Regions from separate parts of the Danio rerio genome. Here region 1 is linked to region 2. A link is a contact called in public Hi-C data. All regions are on one chromosome and are shown on one strand. Each heading gives the region's core, a stretch centred on a gene start, on an enhancer-like site or on the middle of the called end of the contact. The rest is flanking DNA. Distances are from core to core; before and after follow the strand shown.

Region 1 (7,468 bases), core at 3,927-6,426, 90 kb before region 2:
TGTATCACTACTCCCCTGGGTCTCGGTAGGTGGGTAGACAGCTCCTATGGTACTTGTGATCCTAATCCTTGGCTAGTGCAGAGGAATCTTTATTTTCTGGCCTCAGGCTGCGAGCGTCGGCTATGAGGACTCGACTTGTTGGCTTTACCGTGTGTCTGCTGTCACCGAGAGCACTTTGAGCTCTTTGTCATACTCTCGCTCCTGGTGTCGAACTCTAGAGTGAACAATTCGGTATAAGAGGGTTTAATTTCACTGCTTAATGTTCTTTACTTTCCCAATTAGAGCCCAGACTGGAGGATTGGCAAGAGCAGAGCATTTAGGAGCTCAGCCATAAAAGCGTGCCATGGGTCACATGTGGATTGAAGCCGTCTGAAAATGGCTGCTAAAAAAAGGCTGTATTGTACGTCCTCACTAGGTGAAGGATAAGGCCCAAAAGAAAGTCAAGAGGTTTGTATTACATTGTGGCCAAGCTATTCTGCAATGCATGTATGTGTCCGTCAGCATGAGATAATGCAGAAAATTGCTTGATCAAGTGATGAAGGGGAGCTGCGGTAAGAGGCCACTTCAGTGAAACAGCACTACAATCCATGGACATGAGATTACATGAATGCTCCCTATTGAATCCTTTATTGGGACAGATTGAGCACTGAAGCTATGTCTAGCATTGTCTTTCATCTATTGTTCAAACCATCCGTACATTCATTGAAATTTTATTTTCATATCAAAATTAGCTGGAGAATGTAATTCAATAACGCAGTGGCTTAATATATATATACACACACACATACATATACATACAGTATATACATATACAATAGGGCTGTGCAATATTGGCAAACGAAACCCATCACAATTTTCTTGAACAATATTGCGATTTAAATTTTAATCACAATTTTTTCACAAACAGACTTAATCTGTGTTCACAGTGTGAATCTGAAACATATTTTAAAAAAAAACAATTAGACCTGTCAAAGACCTGTAACATGTCTCTAAAACAGACAGAAAATAAAAATCACCTAGTAAAGCTGTAACAAACTGTCTCAGAACAAACCTTCAAACTCAAGCAAGACTATGATGTTCTGCTTGACTAAATATCAGAAGTACTTTAGTTGCATGTGTGTTTAGTTGCATGTGTGTAAATGTAACTTTCAGAATGCTGCACCGCTAGTCACATAACAAGAACTGACCAATCAGCTTTATACTTTATATGGAATATACACATTACGATTAAGTGATTTTAATTCTCTCCTTACATAAAACTTGTATCGAAACTGCAGCAATGTTTTGTTAAGTTGTCATTCTCTGAGATAATGTTTGATAGTCACCGAACAATGACAAAGGAGCAACCGCAAAGCACGTAGAAAATGCTGAAGGAAGCGACAAGCTTACGCCCCATTCACACGGGGCTTTAGTGTCAATGCTTGACTGAAGGCGTGTCTGAAGTTGGAGCTAAAGCGATCATCATAGCAGCGTCAGCCAATGAAATTCATACAGCAATAGGCCACTGTCTAGCTGGATTTTTTGCATACAGCGATCTGATTGGCTGACGGATCTACAATGCACTTTGGCAATGCCTGATGTCACACATTCAAAGTGAATGGGAAGCATGGACACTAACGCCCTGTGTGAATGGGGCGTTACGCTTTCCATACGCTTTTAGACATAATATATGACTGATTTTCAAATTACCTAGTTCTGCCATACATCAGCCTTCCTGTATCCAAAGTAACCTCATACCACAGACGTTGACTTTTTGGCACAAAGTCCTCCTATGCTGTATCGTTCCTGTACATGCAGTCTATTCAGTCTCCTGTTCTCACGCTCTGTTTAGGTGCGCTGCGTTACGATTGGTTTTAAATAGGCTTCCATACTGTGAGAAAATCATGCTGTAAGGCAATTTAGAACTTGCGCATGTCCAAATTGCAATTTCGATACCATATCAATTAATCGCACAGCCCTAATATACCGGTATACTGTAAAGTAGGACTCATTTAGTTGAATCAAGTGTTGAACTTACAATGAACACTATTGTATATTTTTATGGAATGCATTTACCTTGGTTAATTCTACTTAGTACAGATATTCACATTAGCTCATTAACTACAGTTTAACTGTTGGTCTTTAAAATGAATTGGTAAATGCTGAGATTAAAATTAAAATGAATTCATGCTACTGCATTTTAGTTTAACTAATGAAAGTACATAAATTGCTGCATATAAATAATGCACACCAACATGAAACAAAAATTAATTTAAAAAATAAAAAACCTTTGTGACAAAGAAAACCCAAAAATGTCTGTGCAGACAGTTATACGGGCAAAGGGTCTCTGAACAGCCCTTCACTCAAACATGGAGGGCTGAAAGACAATGATGGGACAATTGTTTGTTTTGCTTCATGAGCCCATGGGATTTCAGGCTGACCAGAAGCATAACAGTGCCCCACGTTCGCTGTTAGCCAATTAGAGCTATCATTAAAAGCAGATGCGCCATGGGAAATAAAGCGAGCCACAGTGGCGTCTGTGCATCATGATGACTTCTTTGCTAAAGCCTCGTCTGTGTGGAAAGTTGCCAGGACCAGGAATCCAAAGGGATGCTACTGCTCCAGTGTCCTCTACTGCTTCCCTTAACCTCGATTTCATCAGGACATGGATGTCTTTGTCTTTTTTACTTTATGGTATTGAGAATTACAGTTAGATTACATCAAACCCCAGCCTTAATCTTCTGTCTTTGAATGTGCCATCACTCCACACTCTCCTACTAACTCAAGCTTAAAGCTTTGTGGAAATCGAGAGTAAGGCTACAAATTATTCCTAGCATTATTATTTACATTTTGTCCTTCTCGAGTGTCGTCTGCTGCAGTGCTTTAGCATCAACAGCTTTGAGGGATTTCCCGTTTATAATGTCTAAAGTTTGGATGCCATAAATGAAATGTTCATGCAGCAAGACACATATTTCATCCTAAGGGAAATAGTGCTGTATCGTTGTGGAGCCATAAATAAACTGTTGTAGATCTGGATCACACAACCGCACTCCCGAGGAACGCATGAGTAATGTTTACCACTGTAAAGCTGCTCGCTCTCTTTCATCAGACTCAAGTTCATGAGGACTTCTCAACAGGTGGAAGGTCTGCACCCAATCAGCTTTTGCCCAAGCTAAAATTATGTCTTTCATCGACAATGCCATGTAGCTTAATATACCTTCACAAAGAAGTCCCCTAGTGCCGATGCATTTCTTTGTGTTCTTTTGATGTTCATGCTTACCGGGTGTATGTATTTCTACAACAATACATCGAGTTTCTAGGAACATTAAAAGCGAAAACTACTATTAAAAGTGAACAAAGAGAAAATCCTGTAATATTTGCTGTAAATTTAGGACAATCAAGATGTTGGTGACTTTTTTTGGTCAATAGAATATTTAATGTGATTCAAAAAAATGCATATTCAATGGCTACCGGCTCATATGTGGGTAAAAGCAAGTAAACAATGAATAAAAGTGATCCACATATTTAGTGATAAGGGCGGTTTATTAATAGACTAATTTCAAGAGGATCTCGTACTACTGATTGATCACAGCTGGTCCTGCATCAGCTCCTCATATTGCCCTATTCAGATGAATACTGACTCACTATAAATTACCTGAATTTTGCACCTCAGTCATCTTCATCTTAAGGAATCCCCTTTTCAAATCCTTCTCCTGATAGGGTGGCCCAATGTTTACCACTATTGCCTCACAGCAAAAATGCCACTGGTTCGACCCCTCACCCGGCAAGTCAGTGTTTCTGTGCGGAGTTTGCATGTTCTCCCTATGCTCGTGTGGGTTTTCCCTACTCCAAAGTAGCATCTTAAGACAAACTATTAGCCAGCTATGTCTCAGCTACTCCTAACACGCTCACAAGCAAGGGAGTTCCAATGGCCCTTCAATTGGGAGGAAGTCCTGGGCTCGTGGATATTCTCGGCTCAGGGCTCTCTCCCGGGACAGCATGCAAAACTAACTTTATTATTAATCAATTGTTAAGTGTAAACTTTTAAGTAAATTAAATAAAACATATATTTAATATAAACACTCCTTTTAATATGACCTCTAGGGAATTTATCTTACTTTAAGATCATTTCAAGACATTTTGAACACTTGCCGCATGGGACGATAACTGGTTTTAAGGTTTACAGTGGTTTGGAAAAGTCAAGGTTTTTAAAATTGCAATTGCAAAAATAAATCATTACTAAGGTATATGCAATTTTGTTTTAGTTTTTTATGTGTTTTTTATGTGTTGCAAAGAAATCTGTGCCTAACTAACTAATGAAGACAACAGAAGTCAATTATTTATTTTAATTATTTAGCCTGACATGTTTACTGCTCCAAAATATTATAAATGTTTCCTAAAATTAAACAGTAGATATTTTCATACAATGTTATCATACAGTCAGAAACGTATCCCGGCTCATGCCTAGCTGTTTTAATAACCTATCTCCATATTTGTACATCTAAGCCATTCTTCTACAGATTGTGTGATCAGATTGCAATTTGGGAAAATATGACTATTGTTTGGCAACATAAAGACCCAGCAACCATGAACATGTCGTCTATTTTGTCCTTCTGAGTGTTCTGCTACCATTTCAAATGAACACGTTCTCGCAGAACATGTTCATTTGAAATGGTACAAGACCCTGTGCGTCTCCAGAGGGTCTCTGTTTCACGCAGCTCTAAACGAAATCAGATCTGCCTTTATGAAGGGCATTTCTGCTAAAAGAGCCTGGCTTGCTTCATTTACTTATGGCGCCTCCCTGGGAGGAAATGTAATATTGTTAGCAAAACGCTCTTAATTTTTGTGACAAGAATTCAGTGCCATCGTGAACATCCATAAATTGGTATGTTGTCAATATTTTGACACACGTCAGGTCAAAGAATTGTTATCTGTTGAAAGCCCTGCAGAAGACTTAATTGAAGCATGCATAATTACATGCTCGTTCTACAAGAGGTGTCTACATAAAGTGTTGGAGGAGTTGTGAAAGTAGCTGCGAGATAGATCTTTCATCTGGAGATCTTATGACCTACTGCAACCCACAACGTAAATGGATACCATGGCATCTCAGCGAAAACATCTTCCACAAATCAATTCATTACGCCCGACTCCCAGCAGTTAAAAAGCCCCTCTTTCTTACATCAACCCATCCCCCGACCACTGACCACAGTCCTGACATTGTCTCACGCAGTGGTATCAGCTTTCCTTTGCCAGAGAGATAAATGGCTGGATGAATCGAAGGCAGACTTCGATAGAAACCGCTTATGTATAATACAGGCAACCACCATCAATAACCTTTCATCTTAGATGGCTTAATATTGTTCTCATCAAACTTTTTTCTTCTAAATATGGCCTTGGGTCCTCATAAAACAATTGAACATTCTGAATTGATGCTAGAACTGACTTCTTTGCAATTAGTTTGTGAATCTGAATAGTACACGGCCCCACTAAGAGCTATCACTCCAAATAATTCAATAATATTCTCAAGCAAGATACGACTTTGTTCGCAATGAGTAAATTATTGTTATAAAATACATTTTAAGTGAAATAAATAATTTAACATTAATTTATACAGTAATACAAAGAATAATACATACGTTAATGTATGTAAAATAAAAAAAAACATTTTATCTAAAATACTAGCAGTCAATAATAATAATAATAATAATAATAATAATAACAATAATAATAATAATAATAATAATAATAATAAATGGTATATTTACAATATAAAAATAAAAACAAAGTCTAATAAAATATATCTATTTAATTCAGTAATGTTTTACAATATAGTTTAACTACACTTACAGTCCTGGTTAAAGTGTATTTTGATTGGTACAAATTAGGATGGATGGATAGATGGATGGATGGACGGGCGATTTGACCTAAAATCTCGATTAAATGAACATTGAACAAGTCGATGACAATTAATGAACAATTATTTTATTTATTTATTTTATGTTTTTTCCCTCATAGTTCACTGACCAGTTTTGTACAGTAAATATGCTCACATATTACCAGTTAGAGATTTCTGGATTGCATTACTTGATTTTAAAATAATTAAAACACACCAACTATTATCTATGATCCTTTATTGAACATCAACAACTGAAATGAAAACACACATGGCCTAAAACGCGACTCTCCGCACTGTCCACCCTTGTCACTGCTACCAAACTGACCAATCACAAAGCTTGCGCACGTTGTAGCGACGTGTAGTTATATTTTACATGGTTATACAGAGGCTGCACCGGACCATACAGAATAATATAATAAGTACAAATCATAATATAATAAGTATAAATCAGCCTTAACAGATTGGGGTTACAAGACTCCACACACCTTAGGGAAAGTAATTGAAAAAATTGACCTGGAAAAATTTTATAGATTACAGGTTCTGTATGTCGATTTCGATTACTTTTCAATTAATCACCATCAATGGATGAATGGATGGATGGATGGATGAAAATACACATATAATACAATTACATTGTATATTCAAAATGTTAAAAAATAAATAGCCATAGACATCTACCCAAACTATCCCTACAGACAATATTGGAGGCTGTTGTGCTTTTAGAAAATAATGCACTGTATTCCAGCATAATTCAGTCATTTCTACAACTTCAAAACAAATGTAATCAGAGCCAATCCTCAAATGCTCTGTCATTATTCTCTAGGTCAGTGCTAGCGCCTCATTAACATTATCTAGCTCATGGGATTATAAATGGCGACGCAAGATTGGAGAAATGATATTACATTACGACTTTTTATCCCAGATTTGCAATCAGCTCCTGCCACGGTAAAATATTATGAAATATTCCTCAATGCATTAATATGCGCTAATGCTTTATGAAAATGAGCTAAATACCAAGTGATTAGGGTAATTATTCTCTCTGTTAGGAGTAACAGTCTTTCAGCAAAACACTGACAGTGTGATGTGAACGGCATTAGAAGCACCTTTTTATGGCTTGTTTGATTTGACTATGAACCTCTCCATTATGTTACAAGCACATTGTTTTTAGACTCGGCTGTTTACAGAGACTCCTCAAGTCCAAGCAGACACTTGTAATATTAAAATCCATAGCATTGCAGTAAATTGCATGTAGGCCAAAAACATCCAAATGTGTATAATTACACAGGCTCTTCAATTTAGAGTAGACTGCTTGACGATTTGTCGGCAGGTGCTCCTGAGGAAGGATTGTGACCGTACTCATTAACTGTCATTGAATGCGTATCGGCAGAGCGCCGCCCTGCTAGTGCCTGCAATGAGTGGCTATTATCACAGCTCATCCTGGCCTAGACGGGGAGCCGGTGTGGTAATTACAGCCAGCCTCACGAGTGTGTGCGTTGTCTGTCTGTGCGAGTGGGTGCGGAAGGGAAGGGGGGGTCTGAAACACAGGTGGGCGTTTTATTGTGTCGTCTGTGCCAGCGTGGAGCCTGTCTGAAG
Region 2 (7,630 bases), core at 2,790-5,289:
CCGTGCTGCTTATCAGAGATAATTCAGAGAACAGTTAAGGCAGTTCATTATGGGCCCGTCCTATTTAATAAGACTGCAGCTGCTTAACCCCTAATACAACATAACATCACCATTCTGTTGCTGAGACTCCTGGTTTCTCCTCAAGTTCAACTCCAACTTCTCTTTCTGTTTTATTCTAGTGGCTGATTTGAAGCATAAAATGTAAATTGCTATAGGGAAATATACAATTATACACAATTAATTAAAGCAACAAATCATAAACATGTAATTACAGCTTCCAGCATGATGCAGACATTTCAAATTCTGGTCAGAATAACAAAGGATCACAGACATTCAGTAGGACTCATATTACTTATGAACTAATAGGAATACAACAGAGGATTACACCGCCCGCCCTTTCTGACGGCAGTCAAGTCACAGCTATAGGCCAAATCGCTCAATTATCTCTGCTAATTCCCTCAGTGCCAAACTAATGCAATTATATGCAAACAAATAGCTCCATGGTAACACTTTTTTCTCTGTGGTGCACTTCGCCTTTCAGCGACAGGTAATTTTGATTAGCTCGGTCTGTCAAAAACAGCCTGGGCATCCACTAGTGGAGAATTTCTAAACACAAGTGGAGGGAAGCCAAGCGGCTGTATTTGGTTTCAAATCGTCCTTTATTAAGCGATGCAGGAAAGTGGCAATTGGACCCCCTACATTTTTGAACATAATTCTGTCACCAGAGGGACTGTAGCATGCAAACTTAGATTAGCCATGAAAAAGTCACAGGTGGCCTGGGAATGGAGTCCGGGTGTTAATCCCGTAAGGAGAAAGAAGGCTGACACATAGCCCAAAACTGTGTTTGTTCCAGCTCACATTGCACTGCCAAAGCAGTCTGATTCTTGCGGAAACAACCGAGTGCGAAGTGTAATTCAGCACTAGTGTGGAAGGAAAGCCATCAATGCAAAAAATACTATGGTAGCAATCAATGAATGTTTATACTTAAGCAAATTAACCCAAGTTGGCTGAGTATTCCCACTCCTACGGTTCGATTGACCGGAATGCAGAGAATTCACAGTTTGTTTAATTACGAAAATAGTAGGGTCCTCAGAGGGACAAAGACTGTGAGGCATCCATTACAGCATTCAGGCATCTAAACGAAGTGAAGCAACAAAAAAGGCATCCTGTGGCTAACAGAGACCCTTGCACTCCTTTCTGGGAAGAGGAAGCTTTTTCGTCTGAGAGTGCATGTTGTGACCTAGCCCTCTGCAATGGAAGAGTCAGCGTCATAGTGGTCCGAGACCGTTTGCCATTGACAGAGATGAAAGCAATAACATCAGGCTGAGTTATAACAGGACCACGGGTCATATCCCTAAGGAGCCAGTATAAGTCAAGCCGTCAGCCCCCCAGCCTGAGAGAGAGGAGGTACACAGTCAAAGCCTGGCAGACATCATGCGGCAGTGGAAATGCCAGGAGACGTCAAGTGTGTGTGTGCAGGGTACCAGCAGTTCAGGTGAATGCGGCTTCCCTTTGTGATGCAGATGAGGGTGCAATCAGCCTGCCTTCATCTCTGAAGACAGACTGTACTCTGGGAGACACTGAGCTGCGCTGCACCACTTCGTAGGAACTGTGTTTGTCGAACGCCTTGATGGAAGGCAGATGTGTAATAGTGTGTGCGAACAAGGTCTGACCTCCTGCAAGAACACCCAACTGTCACTTCATTCAGCTCAGGAGGATTTCTCTTAAAAGGGATGGCTCACCCCCCCCCAAAATAGTATTTACTCAGCTCGAGACTATACAAGTGGATTATTTTTTTTAGTAGAGCATCAAAGAAGATTTTTTCACAATGCAAATTAATTGCTACAGTACTTGGGACCCAAAACGGCATATAAACGCAAAACAATTTGAATGCCCTTGGCTACTGATCATCCATTGATGTCTTATCAAGTAAAACAATTAGTTTGGGCAAGAAACTAAACATTAGCAACATAATAGGCGTGGGACAATAGCCATTTTCAAGGTATATCGCTGTTTGGCAAAGTCAAGGTTTTAAAACAGTCAAAATTTTTATTGTTCCTAACGTATGTGTAAGATTTTTTAAAAGTTTTTTTTTTTAAGGACAAACGGTATATGCCGTCCAAATATGCCATTTTAAATTGTAAAGAAACTGTGTTTTTGAAACAAATGAAGACAGCAGAAAACAATGATTCATTTGAATTTTTTAGCCTGACATGTTTACGGTTATAAAAAAAATTTAAATGTTTCTCAAAATAAAATATATTGTGTTCAAAGGGGAAAAAGTTGTTTTTTACTCAGATATTTAAAAAGAATATATTTTAGAGCAGTAATCACAATATCGTGAAATCGTGATATTTTTATCCCAGGTTATCATACCGTCAAAATCTTATACCGGCCCATGCCTACAACATCATAGCCTATTAAACATTGGAAATCTATGAAAAGTCTGTTTTTACATTTGAATAATGTTACTTTTTTAAAAAGGTGGCAGTAGGGGTGTCAAAATAAATTATTTTTTCTGTGCACCGCGATGCAGAAGCGGACAATTCGGTAGTGGTTCAGTAATAGATTCCAACTAGTTATTCCGTATGTTGTTCTGTGCACCTACTTGTGTTTTGTTTGATACATTCAAAAGGAGTGCTTTCTTTGAGCAAGTCAAATTAAAGGTACAGTTTATATATCTGACTGCTTGTATTTAAAGACAAAATCGTATTACAAATAATATAAAAATATACTTATAAATCTTAATACTAGAATTACTGTGGTGTCACAGTGGCACAGTGGGTAGGGCGGTTGACTCACAGCAAGGTCACTGGTTCGAGCCTCGACTGGGTCTGTTGGCATTTCTGTGTGAAGTTTGCATGTTCGCGAGGATTTCCTCAATAGTCTAAAGACATGTGCTACAGGTAAATTGAATAAATGAAGTTGTCTGTTGTGTATGTGTGTGAATACAAAAATGTATGGGTGTTTCTTATTGTTGGGTTGTGGCTAAAAGGATATCCGCTGGATTAAACCAATTGCTGGATAAGTTGGCGGTTCATTCTGCTGTGGCGGCCCCTGATAAATAAAGGGACTAAGCCGTAAAGAAAATGAATGAATGAATGAATGAACTGTGAGACCAGTGAAGGTTCACTGCTCTAGCATGGACTAGCATGTGTACCATTATATAAACAATACAAGACACGTCTGCTTTTTACTTTAGCCAATTTGGTAAGATTCAGTGTTCAAAGATATACTAAACTCTATTGAATTTCATAGTATGAACTTGCATACATTAACAAACAATAAATAAATAAATGAGGAAGTGATACAGGTTTAAAATGACAAAAAGGACTGAAAATAATGACAACATCTTGTTTTTAGGTGAACTGTTCGATTAAGATTGATAGTGAAATGTGTTTCATCTTTCAGAAACTAACTACCCACCAAAAGTAACATTAGCATTTCTTCACAGGTGCAGGCAGGATGATCATTCATTAGTTTGTTTGTTCTCTCAGCCTAATTTTATAATTGGCCACTTGCATTCCCATGTGACACTGATCCAACATCGTAGAAACAACTGTATCAAGTGCATTTGATCTAACAAATGTTATTAAAACGTGGTTAATGTGGACACTTAATGTGTCAAAAAGCTTTCTGATTCTCAAAAATGGTCCTATAACAGTGGTTAAGTGGCCTTGCTTACACAAAGCAAGGGCTGGTTTTATGCAATTAGGCTCCTTTAATTAGCCCCTTAAGACAACCAGCCAAGTGAAACTTAATTAGCTAAACTGCTTCCAGTGCCACAAGTGCAATGTACAGCAAAAATCACATTGGAGGGCCATATATACTGTATGAACTGAACAAAAATCAATATGTCCACAATCCAAAAGTGATGTTTGAGGTTTAGAATCACTCACAATATGACGTGCGTGACGGATATTCATCCCTTAAGACCACCTTTTAACTGGGCGTATTATTACGGCTACATAAACATAGCATGAACAATAGGAGCTCACATATGCATGAGTAATCGCATTGCTCACAGCTCTAAGGAGTAAAGGACTGCCTGCATATTTCATTTCCAATGTGTTTTGCAGAATGCTTAGTAAATTGCAGGAGACAGTTTGCTCTGCATCTGGTTACAGTAAAGATAAACGCTTTCACAAACTAGGCCGAAGGGAAAGAGAGAGAGCCATTCTGACCTAGCAGTAAGCACTTAGATGTGATTAAATGGATTGATTAGGATGCATTAATCTATGCACGAACACAGATTAGATGATCTAATGATAACACGATTTAAATATGTTCTTGGTAACGTCTCTCTATCGCTGTCCCGAACCACAGCCTGAGCCTCGACTTGTACTGCAGGCTGAAACAATTATCACCTCAAGGTAGAAAAAACACAGCTATCATTTAGCCGTTTCAAGCAAAGCCAACATGACCTTCAACCACATACTCAATTATGCTCTGTATGCAGTACAGTGTTACAGACCCCCATTTGTCCTCTTTCTACACTAACACCAGTCAGTCAAGCTCAGGTAATGGTCAAAATGCCATGTTATTGTTATTAGTAAAGGATACGGTCCTTTACCTTCAGAGACGCTGTTCAAACAAGCACTCAAATAGTTAAATATATGCACAGAAAATATGAAGGATGCAAACGATTTTAATTGACTGTCAACAGCTGTGTTTGTGCACATTACAATTGTAATTAAAGTTTGTTTAGAACAAATAACTTAATTGCAATTTGCGAAAGCGTAAAATTGCCGGGAAGAAGAAAACTATTTTTTAATCACAACAAAAGCAGAAGCCTGATCCAATATAACAACCAACCAGCACAAATTAAAGTCATTAAACACAATCAACTCTTAAAGTTTTCAAACAATTCTTGAGTCATGCTGTTGTAAACAATGCTTCTGCATTGCGATAGGACAGACAGGTTAGAACTGGTGTGAAATAACAACTTGGTAAGGTTAAAGTATGCACATGAATCAAGATGAAAAAGAAAGCACAACCGATACCAAGTTATGAATATTCAGAAGCCTTGGCAGGCATGAAGCAGAGTCCTCACTAATTACAATTCAGCCGAGTGCTTAGTGGAGTATTAATGGAGGTTTAAAAAAAAATGTTGTATGTCAAAATATTAGAAAATTAACAATTCATTGTAAATGCAGGGTAGGGTATAATGAACTACTAATGGAGAGAGATTTCTGTTTCACTGGGAGTGTGTGAGCCTATATTCAGATCAAATGACATCACTCTTCGGTCTGATCCAGAGAAGAGGAATGTGGTAGAAAGTAGGGTTGTTTATATTTATTAATTCACGTTATGATACTTTACCAGCTGAAGTATCATGATACTAAGTGGTATTGCGATACTGTAATTTAAAACTCAAATTATGAAGTAAACAGTCAGAAATACTATATTTTATAATAGGCCTACTTGAAGTTTATTCATAATTCCCCTATTGAAAACAGTATTATTTGCATGTCACTTCACCTAAAATGTATTCTTTTTTGTTTATTTTGTAGATAACTGACCAACAAAAAAATACATTAAATAAAGGTACAAATTATAACAAATAAAAATTGTTATTTAAAAAAAAACATTTTTCCAACACAATTAGGCTATATGAAGTGGCCAAAAATTGTTTCAATGTTTCCTGTTGCTATTTTGGATTTTATTTTATCTTTTTTTCAGTTTTATCATGCAACAATCCAAAGTAATTCAAAATTTCACTTTGTGAGTCATTTTTAGGGGATTGTTGCAGGTGTTGTAGCTACTAAATCATACAGGAGCACAAATGAACCAATTCAGATGTGCGTTCGAAAAGTTAGAAAACATGCAACCTTAAATGGCTCCAGAAACTATTAAAATAAAATGGTCTCTTGTTGCACAAATGTATGAGCATTTTAGTGACTTTACCACATCCAACATTATTTACTGTAGATAAGCCGTTAATGCCAATACTATGTCATGAATGAATGAACCGCCAACTTATACAGCACGTTTTTAAGCAGCGGATGCCCTTCCAGCCACAACCCATCTCTGGGAAGCATCCACACACACTTATTCACACTCATACACTACGGGTAATTTAGCCTACCCAATCCAATTGTACTGGATTGTCTTTGGATTGTGGGGGAAACCGGAGCACCCTGAGGAAACCCATGCGAATGCAGGGAGAACATGCAAACTCCACACAGAAACGCCAACTGACCTAGTAGAGGCTCGAACCAGCGACCTTCTTGCGGTAAGGCAAAAGCAGTACCTACTGAGGCACAGTGGCGCTTAATTTCCTAATTTATTTAATAACATTTCAAAATAACTAGAAAACATTGCTTTACTGTATTTTAACCTATACAGCATTGTTTTACATTTTGTGATGTTGTTACATTAAAAACAAAAACAATCTCATTTATGACAGCATGGAGTTACACTAGTTTTTGCCTTGATTTGCTTACCAATGTCAATTATTTACATTTTAAAAAGCCAGATTAATTTACAACATTTAACTTAAACATGCTTTTTTGGTAGCTCAACAATAAATAAATAAAAATAAAATAAAAAAGGTTATGTCAAATTATAAATGACAGTGTTTTTTTAAAGGTATTCACCCCAACCCTCTCCCTCATTCTCATTCTTTTCTCAGATGGGATGGTGGGCCAAATCAATGGTTACAATGGGCCAACTTTGGCCTGCGGGTCCTACTTCGGGCATGTCTGCTTTAGAGTCACTCAAAGCGCTTGCAGGAAACTGCCTGGACCTGACCATAGTAGCAGTCAACTAATTACAGATTATGTGAATGCCAGCACGTCACAAGGATGTGGTCAAAGACTGAAGAAAGTCAAAAATCTGGATTAAAAGTAAGGACGTCACATTAAAATTATTATTGTTATTCTTTAATTTCACTTTTTACTGGCAAGTTTGTTAAAGATACTGTCTCAAACAAAACAAAAGTGAAGTTTCTCGATAGGGTGTTTGTGAACTTGTTGTGAATTCCTTGAATTGTTTTGTGCTGAACAAAAGAATCTGCTTTAAACACACAGCAAGTGCAAAACTGACACTTTCATGAAACAATAATCTCAAAGTCTGACACTGTCAAAGACAGCATGCTGAGCTGCAAGCAGATGAATTTTGCCAACAATAAAAGAGCCCATTTCCCATGAGTCTCTCTGCTATTTCAAACTTTTTGCATGGTCAAGGTAGCCCTCGGCTGTTCTCTGGAAATGTGACACTCGTCTCACTAGAGAAACAACTGGTACCAGCACTAATTGAAATTTTGCATGCAAAGTGACAATAGCCGGGCCCTGGGCAGCATGGATTAGGCACTGAATGGAGGTGGATTCTTTGTGAACGCCACTGTGGAGGCTGGCGTGCAGACCAGTTCCCTGCATCTGCTCATTCAACGCACTGAAAAAACACAGGATTGCGAGCAGCCGCTCACTTTACCTTTATCTAATCCTGTTTCTGAACCTCGATCACCACCTCTCCAAACCACGTTCTGCCTTTTGTTACTCTCCCAAAAAACTGTAACGCTATGCATCGGCTTACACTGCAGTGGCCCACACCCGGCGTATAGTTGGAAACGGATGGGACGCATTTACATTTGAAAGCAGATTATTCAAACTTGGCACGGATTTCAAAG

Evidence for each region. A called contact is a pair of places that touch in the nucleus more often than the background predicts.
Region 1: a Hi-C map of embryo shows a contact between it and region 2, with 1.6 times the contacts expected there. The contact joins two enhancer-like sites.

The regions. Positions count from the first base shown.
Region 1 is chr11:30,414,434-30,421,901 of GRCz12tu, reverse strand. The region is part of intron 3 of ephb2b (eph receptor B2b); the gene reads right to left. Among named protein-coding and RNA genes, the nearest start is that of ephb2b, 99 kb to the right of the region's middle. Within about 2 kb of position 5,176, at least 6 of the 62 cell types and tissues checked have an H3K27ac peak or open chromatin away from gene starts, as enhancers often do.
Region 2 is chr11:30,322,995-30,330,624 of GRCz12tu, reverse strand. All of the region lies in intron 1 of ephb2b (eph receptor B2b), which reads right to left. Among named protein-coding and RNA genes, the nearest start is that of ephb2b, 7.4 kb to the right of the region's middle. Within about 2 kb of position 4,039, at least 5 of the 62 cell types and tissues checked have an H3K27ac peak or open chromatin away from gene starts, as enhancers often do.